3 separate regions of the Gossypium hirsutum genome follow, and all the other regions are linked to region 1. A link is a contact called in public Hi-C data. All regions are on one chromosome and are shown on one strand. The core of a region is the stretch at or near the end of the contact, and the rest is flanking DNA. Distances in the headings are between cores, read along the strand shown. Region 1 holds the start of LOC107948473 (F-box/kelch-repeat protein At2g44130). Region 2 holds the start of LOC107948228 (54S ribosomal protein L17, mitochondrial). Region 3 holds the start of LOC107948232 (carbon catabolite repressor protein 4 homolog 1).

Region 1 (2,932 bases), core at 114-2,613:
CATATAATGCAAGTTGTTACTATAGTTTCTGCTTGAAATGGAGAAATCCATTGGATCCTCCATTAATCTTTGCGGTTCATAAAATCAAAAACCGAAGTGGAAGAAGAAAGTATATACAGACAAGGCAAGGGTAATGTACAGATTCATGTCACGAAATTTAATACAGAAATAAGAAATACACTCTTATCATGATGCCGCTAGATTTCCTTGATGCGGTGATGATAACAAATGCTATACTCTTGCCTAATCCATGCTATATTTTACTATATCCACATGTTACTGTGAGCTTTTGCTCACCAAAGGACTGAACACGGCAGCTTCGCTTAGATATCTACACAACAACCGGATTGTATGAAGCCAGAAACCTGTTGTGAAATTCCGTCTATGGTGTTGAACTTTCCAGTTTGTTGATCAACCAAAAAGAACCCTGTTGGACCACCCTGATGAGCTGATCCAGACACAAATGTCCACTCTCCCAAGGGGACCGAGCAAACACCAGCTCGTATTGCCGAATCACAGTCTGCCCAGCTGAAGAGCTGCTTCTCTTTTCCAACTCCGACACAAGACCTTGGGCACTGGCTAGCCTTCCAAGCCTCCTCTACTCTGGCCCATTGACCTGTCTCTAACTCCATTACCTCGGCGCTCCCCTCGAATTGTCCTTGATTGTCCGTACAATATCCACTCACCACCCAGAATTCCGACCCAATCCCCACCCCTTGACACTCGTCTCGCTCCTCGCTCATCGGTTTTAACTCTTTCCACTCAAACATCCTTGCATCATATTCCCACGCTGTTCTTAAAGCGTTCTTGTGCTCATCGTGACCACCCGCTACGATAATGCGTCCGTCCAACTCACCAGCTGCAAAGAAGGATCGAGTTTCCGACATCTGCTTCCCTTGTCTCCACCTCTGAGTTGTGAACTCGTATATGAACATGTCCCGCACTGCCTCGTAGTTCGTTGGGTCCCACCCTCCCATCACTAAAATCTTTCCTTCACAACTCGTTATCTGACAAAACAAAGGAAGCCCATTAGGGTACTTAGGGACCGGGTCAAGTCGACCCCAGGTTCCACTTACGGGTTCAAACACGGTGATCCCATATCTTGGGGGACCAACTGGTTTGGACCCATCAGGATCGGAGTCGCACTTAAGTAACAGAATCAAGCAAGCTGCTTTTTGGGTATATCCGTTACGCTTTCTGTGATAGTAAAACTCTTTGCTTTGGAGAAGCTCTTGCCATCGTCGACAAACCCGAACTGCGAGTCTGTGAGTTGAATAATGAAACCAAGTCAAGCACTCGTTTCCGATTTCCTCTGGTAAACCAGGGAAGCACTCGTTGAATAATATAATAAAATGACATATTATTATCCAAAGAACAAAAAATGGGTGAATATATGGATAGAGAAGGAGGGGAAAAAGAGTTGACTGAGATAGTGATATGGATAAGCTTGGATACAACTCATCAGTGGGTCCTCTTTATTCTCTTTTTTGGTTATTGTTTACTTTTTTATATGCATTATCGCTTATTATATTTTCATCATTTACATTGCAATTTCTGAATTAATATTATCAATTATGACCATAATTATAATTATATGTAGGGAAGAAGATTTAAGCTTAATTCTTTACGCAGAAGAGATAAAGGTATCATGAAGATTTTTCATTATTAATTTAATTCTTTTTTGTTCTCTCAATTAAAAAAATAGGTAAATTTAGAGGTAAATCTAAGTGTTGGCTTGAAAATTTTTTATTTAAATCCTTTAATTTTTTTAAAAATTTTAAATTAGTAAAAGTAAAATTACCCTGTAACCTCCTAAAATTATAAAAATTTGACTTAATCCTTTAAAAATTATAAAAAATTAAAATTTCTTTCAGTCCCCCTACAAAATTGTTCTAGCTTCACCCCTAGGTAAATTAATATTTATACATTAGATCAAATAGTTAATTGGTCATTTTATTAAAAAATATATATTTTTTACTATTAAAAAAAGTCTTTGTACATTAGCATAACGTGTGTTGGAAAAAACAGGTTTGTAAAACGTAACAGAAAATAAATTTAGAGAAAATAGATTTTTTAATTTTTTTTCAAAATAATGTCTTGGTTATGATATCTAAAGTAATAAACACTTAATCAAAATTGTACATTTCGATTCATCTAGGATGAGCGCTTCAACCTAGTAGTCTTCTCCGCTATCCTCAAACTCATGTCTGTTGAGTGTGGGCTCGCTTCGAATCAAAAAAAATTTAACAAAACTTACCAGTAGGGTAATTTCACAATTTCTCTAAACTTTTGAATCAATTTGTAAATAAAAAAATATCACCAGAAATTTTCTAAAATAACTTCTTTTGAAAATTTTCTCTACAACTTTCTCTTGAATTCAAATGTGTGAAAAATAATTACTCAGTTTTCTTTTTATATAGAGAGAGCTTAGAGAGTTCAACTATGATTGAACTTATTCACTTTTGTAGCAGCCCGATTTTGGGGCTAGTCAGAATAGTGGTCTCGGGACCACAAATTCGAAGTTAGAGAAATTATTTTATTATCAAAATAGAGTCATAGCATGGTTATTTTAGTGCATGAAAAATTTGGTGAATTAATTTTAGCGTTTATGAGCCCAATTGTGAAAAAGGACTAAATCGCATAAAGTGTAAAAGTCTTAAATTGATAGCTAAAGGTGTTAAATAGTTAGAGAACCAAAATTTGGGGTCTTTAAAAGGCAAATAGACCCTTGGAAGAAGGCATAGCCGGCCATAGAGTCAATGAGGAGACAAAATTGTCAAAATTAGGTGAGTTTGTGACCAATTTTGACTAGATTAAAAATAAAATAAAGGGAAAAGATATCATCTTTTTCCCATCCTCTTCTCCACTGAATTTTCAAAAAAAATTAGGGGTTTGAGAGCTTAAAATTTTCAGCAACTTGAAGCACTCACAA
Region 2 (2,932 bases), core at 131-2,630, 820 kb after region 1:
GACTTTTAATGATACTTGATCATGCACAAGCACATGCATGTAAATAAAAAAGGAATAAAACAATCTATGGTTTATTGAGATTACTGAAATCAAAGTTCATAAATGGTCAATCTTTATTTCAAATGATACTTGGTCAAGCACAAGCACAAGCACATGCATGCAAATAAAAACGGAATAAAAAAGGAACTCACTCTTGATGTTTACTTGTATAGAGACATATCAAAATTTGCAAAAGTATTGACAGATTAAACCATCTCGAGAAAAATCTTGAATATTCAAGCTTTTAATTGTGTATTTTTAGCATTTTCGCATCCCACCTGAGTATAGGGAAAACCAGTTTACTGAGTTTCTATTGACAAAATCTATGTTTCAGAAACTAAAATAATGTACCATGCAAAAGATGTATGCCTTGGTATTATTAGCCTTTTTGCTCAGAAAATTAATAATTTTTTTAATTCATGGAAATATCTACAAGTTAGAAAGAACAAATTAACTAAAGACAGAGTAAAAAAGAACAAATCAAGCCCTTCGGCCCCTGCCTGCATATTTCAATTTAATATTGAATTCGATTCCACTCGAAAAATTCGAAAAAAAATCGAATTTCAAATTATTTGAATTGAGTTAATAGAATCAACTCGATTTTTAATCCGAAACAGTCATATAAAAGCTAAATCATGCAATTTATCTTTAAGTACACATTTTAAATCGTTCAAGTTTTTTACTGGTTTAATAATATATTAGATCATATCCAATTAAGCAGGCTCTTACCGAAGAAAGTTGGTGATCCGATCAAGAGAGTAAAATGATCAGCTTCTAGTTTTGTTCGTTGAGTAATATCGTCGAGCACTTGGTGACCTGAAAAAAACGAACTGGAGAAAAAGAACTTAACAGAAAGGGCCTTGAATCCAAAATCAAATCGAATCGAAGGTTTTGAAAAAGGAGAAATAGAGGGGCGACTTAAAAGGGTTGACAGTTGGAGACAACCCTTGACGACATTTTGATGGCGATGAAAGCTCACGGCGGCTAGGGTTTCAAAACAAAAGAGAAGGCTCCTTCTCTTGGTTAGCTTTGCAGAAGGTTCAGTTTGACAGAGAAGTGAAAGATTTTGTTCATTTTTATTTACTTCACATTATGTTTTACCATAATATAAATAACTAAAATATAATCTAAATTAAACAAAAATAATTATTTTTAAATTTACCCTTTAATTTATCTTCATTTAAGTGAATAAAACGATAGAAAGGGAAAAGACCAAGATTTTAGAAGGTTCAGGAGCGGCCGAAATCTTGTAGTTTCTAATCAACGCGGTTCCAGTATGTGGGTATTATTTTCTTACTTTAACTTCATTGCCTTCATTTTTCTTTTTGGTAGATAAAAATTGAAAACAATTACAATATTATTCCAGTGTAAATATAAATAAACCGATCATCTAGCTGTAAATATTCCATGATCGCTTTTGGAGTTCCTAAACATTATCGGATCATAAAGGAAAATTTTTATCATTCCAGCCAACATATGTATAGTTATATTAACTTCCCTTGGAAATTGTTTTATTAATTTGTTTTTGTTAATGTTCTTGCCATTAATATTATCACCATTAATGTCTATCATTATTATTATTATTTTTGTGATTGGTAACTGTCCAACTTAATTTAAAAAATAAGCTTAAAATTTTATCTAAATCTAGCCTAAATTAAAAATGCTAAATTCGAATCTGACTTGGCATGTTCATATTAAATTTTTTAAATTATTTTTATATAAAAAATTTAAAATATATAATATATCAATAAATTATAGTTTAAAAAACATGTCAAATTCCGGGATAACATAATATGGTAATCAACACATCAGTATAATTTCTTCTAGATGTTATCGACATGTACCCAATGATCACATCAGTCTACTACATTAATTCATCTAAAAAGTGTTAAAACTTAGGTCATCGGGCTGGATCAAATTTGGGCTAGATCCATACAATGTATTTAGATCAATTTTTTAATTCAAGTCTAATCGGTCTAGAAAATGGGCTTACATTTTTATCCAAATCCGATTTGATTTAAAAAAGGTAAACTCGAACCGATCCGGCTTGCTCATATTTGATTATTTTAGATTAGTTTTTATTTAAAAATATTTTTTAAAATATATATAATATACTAAATGCACTAAAAATGCTAAAATAAATGTTTTGTAACTCATTAAAAAATATTTATATTTTAAAAATATTAACATAAATATAATAAATGTTTTATTGTATTAAAATTAGGATTAACAATACTCATCATGTATCTAAATCTCAGTTCTTGAACTATTCTAAATGAATGCTTGCCACACACAAGAAAAGTAGAAATAACTTGATGACACTCATCAGCATCAGCATCAAACTTATAGGTTTTTATAGATGAACCACCTCCTAAAGATGGTTGAGTGGCTATGGTGTATTGAATGAATGATGTCCTTATTAATTTTTTTCAAACAACTATTTAGATGACGTCTTAAATGAGAGGTTTCGCTAAAAAATTTAGAAAAAAAAATGATGTTGGAAAAATTGCATTTTATGGGAACTTTGAGGCATATTCTCAATAGGTAAAGGTGGAGAGTTGAATCATAAAATTATGGTTTCATATTTTACTCCATGAGACCTTTACAACGATACATCATATGCTCAAAATGGTTGAGTGGTGAATGAGAAATTAATGTTCAAAGTAAGCTATTTGGAAATATTTGTTGAAGAAAAGTAAAGGCTTGATCTCACATTAGTTAAATATCAAGTATGAGATGTGTTTATATATGGGAACCCTCTTAAAGGATGATTGAATGATTAAGCTTATAACCTTGCCTCGCACGTAAGGGGGTTGCAAGTCCAAACTAGTGGGGGTTGGAGTGCACCCACATGACGTGGGCGACTCGAAATGTTCGAACTAGCCTAAAGTGG
Region 3 (2,932 bases), core at 160-2,659, 620 kb after region 1:
GATCAAATCAAAAATTTATGTATAAAATTGCACAAAATTAAAGTTCATGTATACAATTGTACATTAAACCATAGTTTATGTATATTTTTGGGATTTATCCTTTATTGAATAGATGGTTTAACTAGTTAAATTGGGTGAATTGAAAATTGATAATGCAGTTGATTTAATCACCAATCGAATTCTTTTAAAATTAGTTGAATTTAATTAAATTATTTTTGTTGATTGAGTTTGAACTCGGTTGGCATCGTCATTGTTGCCGGTACAAGAGAAAATGGGTTTAAGCATATTGAAGCGCACTTATATTCCTATTTAAGGGCAGTGATTAAAGATGGCAAAAAAATTTGAATTTGATAGGTTTCGGCCCAACCCGATCCATGAGGGTCGGATTTTTTTTTTTGAGAAATAGGATTCAGACGGGTGAAACTATAAAAATAGTCTGTCAAGAGAGGTAAATCCGCTTTGCCTTGCCCTGGGATATTTTCAAAAAATTGCCCCTAATATATACATATATTAAATATTTTCTTTCAATAAAATACATATATAAAAAAATATATTAATATTTAAGTCTAAATTAAAAAATTATTCTTATATGCTTCTAAATAAAAAATAAAATAATTAAATTAATTTCAGGTCGGATCGAGATGCAGTTAGGCATTTTATTAAATTTTGAGTTTGGGCTTAGGGTGAGTTTTTTCTTAAGACTTGGGATTGGGTCGGGGCAAATTGGTCAAACTTCGGGTTGGGGTTGAGATAATTCATCTTGCCTCACACCGTTGCCATCCCTTATTGGGGTAGGGTTACGGTAGAGGTATCCATGGGTTAGGTAGAGACCCGATTCCAAAAAACTTTTCAAGTCCAGACTCGTTTTCGGCCAAGCTTGGTCTACTCAAAAAGCCCATTTTACCATTTAAAAAATAATAAAATGATAAAAATTATATTTTAATTGATATTTTATATATTTTTATAATTAAATTTAAATTTAAAAATATTTTTCATTGTTGAAATTGAACTCAGGGCAAGTGGACCCAAGGTGTGAAAATATTTATTTAAACTTAATCCTAGTCGAGTGAGATTTATAGGACCTTTGGACAAGTCTAGACTAAAGAGTAGTTTTTGAATTAAATTTTTTATTTAAATTTAAATTAATTTGAAAATTGAATACCAAAAGTACACCACACAAAAAACTTAAACCGATTATCCTACCATATAAATTAATTAAATCGATTGGATTTACTTAGCACAATCAATTTATGGACTTTTTCACCTAAACTTTCCTTTAGATGAATAGACATGTGTTGCCTTAATTTTAATTTTTTTAAGAATAAATATTAAAGTTAAAATTACGTCAATTTTATATGGATATATCGCTGGAAAGATTACAAATGTATTAATTTTTATCCTTGAAAAAAATTATTTCTCTCTATAAATAATATACAGATATCATAAATAAAGACTTTCCTTTTTCACGTCCTCTGTAAAACCCTAACTATCATTCGTTCCCCTCATTTCCCCCCTTTCTTTCTCTATATCTCTTCTTCGATTCATTCCTTCAATCATTCTCTATTTCAAAACCCTAAATACCGTTACAAGATCTGTTCTTGGTTCTTGCATGTTTGTATTTGGGATTAATCAACAAGTCTTCTAGGGTTTGTTTAATCGGAAAAAAAGAAAGAAAAAGAAAAGGAGGACGATTGTCAAGGCTGGCGGGTTTTCGGGTCAAGTAAATGGCGGATCCGCCTGGATTCCGCCTCGATGAGATTGCGCATCATTTCGAGGTCATTTCTTGCTCTGCTGCTCTTGCTAGTGTAGGATTGGATTTGATAGGTTTACCAAGTGGTGACCGTTGCGAACTGTGACCGACCAAGGAAGCCCGAGAAGTTAAAGCATGCTGAGCGTGCTACGTGTGCACCTCCCTTCTGATATACCAATTGTTGGCTGCGAGCTCACGCCTTACGTGCTCTTACGCCGACCTGACAAGACCGTTACAACCGATGATGTGCCTGAGTCGGCCCCTCTTGATGGCCACTTCTTGAGGTATAAGTGGTAAGTGTTTTTAAATCCGTTGAAGAATCTATCTTTTAGGTTTTTTATTGGTTGGTTGCGGGGGTTATGCCAATGGCTAGGCTAATTTCATTTAACTTTTCAAGTGGTATGAAATTTTTTATGTCTAATTAACAATTAAACTCTTTATTATTTATTTATTTATTTATTTATTTATTTCTTGGTTTATGTATTTTGGTTAGTTGTCATGTTGGCCAATTGGATTTTGAGCTAGTTCTTTTGGGTGTGTTATTATTTGATTGCTTTTTACTAAATGTGTGAACTGCTTTTTGTAGGTGGCAAGTGTTTGCATTATAAGACAATTTCTTAGATTCTATGTTTCATTCCTTTTTCTTTTTTTACTTTTTGGTGTTTTGGCCTTTGTGTAGTTCTCATTTTGATCAATGGGGGTTTGAGTTTGGTTTTTGGGTTTGATATATATGACTGTTTTTAGTAAATACAGTATATGTGACATTGTCGAGTTTTTCCGTAAGGGATGCGTGGAATTGAGGTCTATAAGTTGAGTTTTTCTACCTGTGCATTTGGAGATAGTGTGGTTGCTTTTTACTGGATTGCAATCTGTTTTTGTTACTCCGTGTTCTGGATTATCTTGTTTGTTTAGTGATGTGTTTATTTTTTAAATTCTTGAAGTATCAAGAAGTAGTTTCTTGAGTCTGATTCTGGCATTGAGTTTCATGCCATTTTGTTTGGTTTTACTTGGATTTAGTTTTCGCTGCTTGAGTCAAGATTGTTGCAATTGAGCTCTTTGTCTCTTTATGCGTCATAGACAAAACTAGGTTCAATGAGCTAGAATCTTCCATAGAAGGCAATAATTTGTTTCCTTTGTTTTCATTCTTGTGGCCACCTGGCACCACTACTCCTATGAAAGCTC

What was found. Hi-C and Micro-C count contacts between places; a contact is called where the count stands out from the background.
Region 2: a Hi-C map of leaf shows a contact between it and region 1, with 2.7 times the contacts expected there. The contact joins the promoter of LOC107948228 here to the promoter of LOC107948473 in region 1. A contact is called at or near these places in 2 of 34 Hi-C or Micro-C datasets (both in leaf).
Region 3: a contact with region 1 is called in a Hi-C map of leaf, with 2.4 times the contacts expected there. The contact joins the promoter of LOC107948232 here to the promoter of LOC107948473 in region 1. A contact is called at or near these places in 3 of 34 Hi-C or Micro-C datasets (callus and leaf).

The regions. Positions count from the first base shown.
Region 1 is chrA04:20,868,082-20,871,013 of Gossypium_hirsutum_v2.1, forward strand. LOC107948473 (F-box/kelch-repeat protein At2g44130) reads right to left here and starts at 1,364. Exons shown (of 2, transcript XM_016883030.2): 1 at 1,193-1,364; 2 at 98-1,007. The coding sequence starts at 977. The coding sequence ends at 324.
Region 2 is chrA04:21,692,960-21,695,891 of Gossypium_hirsutum_v2.1, forward strand. LOC107948228 (54S ribosomal protein L17, mitochondrial) reads right to left here and starts at 1,381. Exons shown (of 9, transcript XM_041111035.1): 1 at 1,202-1,381; 2 at 769-869.
Region 3 is chrA04:21,487,346-21,490,277 of Gossypium_hirsutum_v2.1, forward strand. It overlaps LOC107948232 (carbon catabolite repressor protein 4 homolog 1), which reads left to right and starts at 1,410. Exons shown (of 12, transcript XM_016882708.2): 1 at 1,410-2,043. The coding sequence starts at 1,886.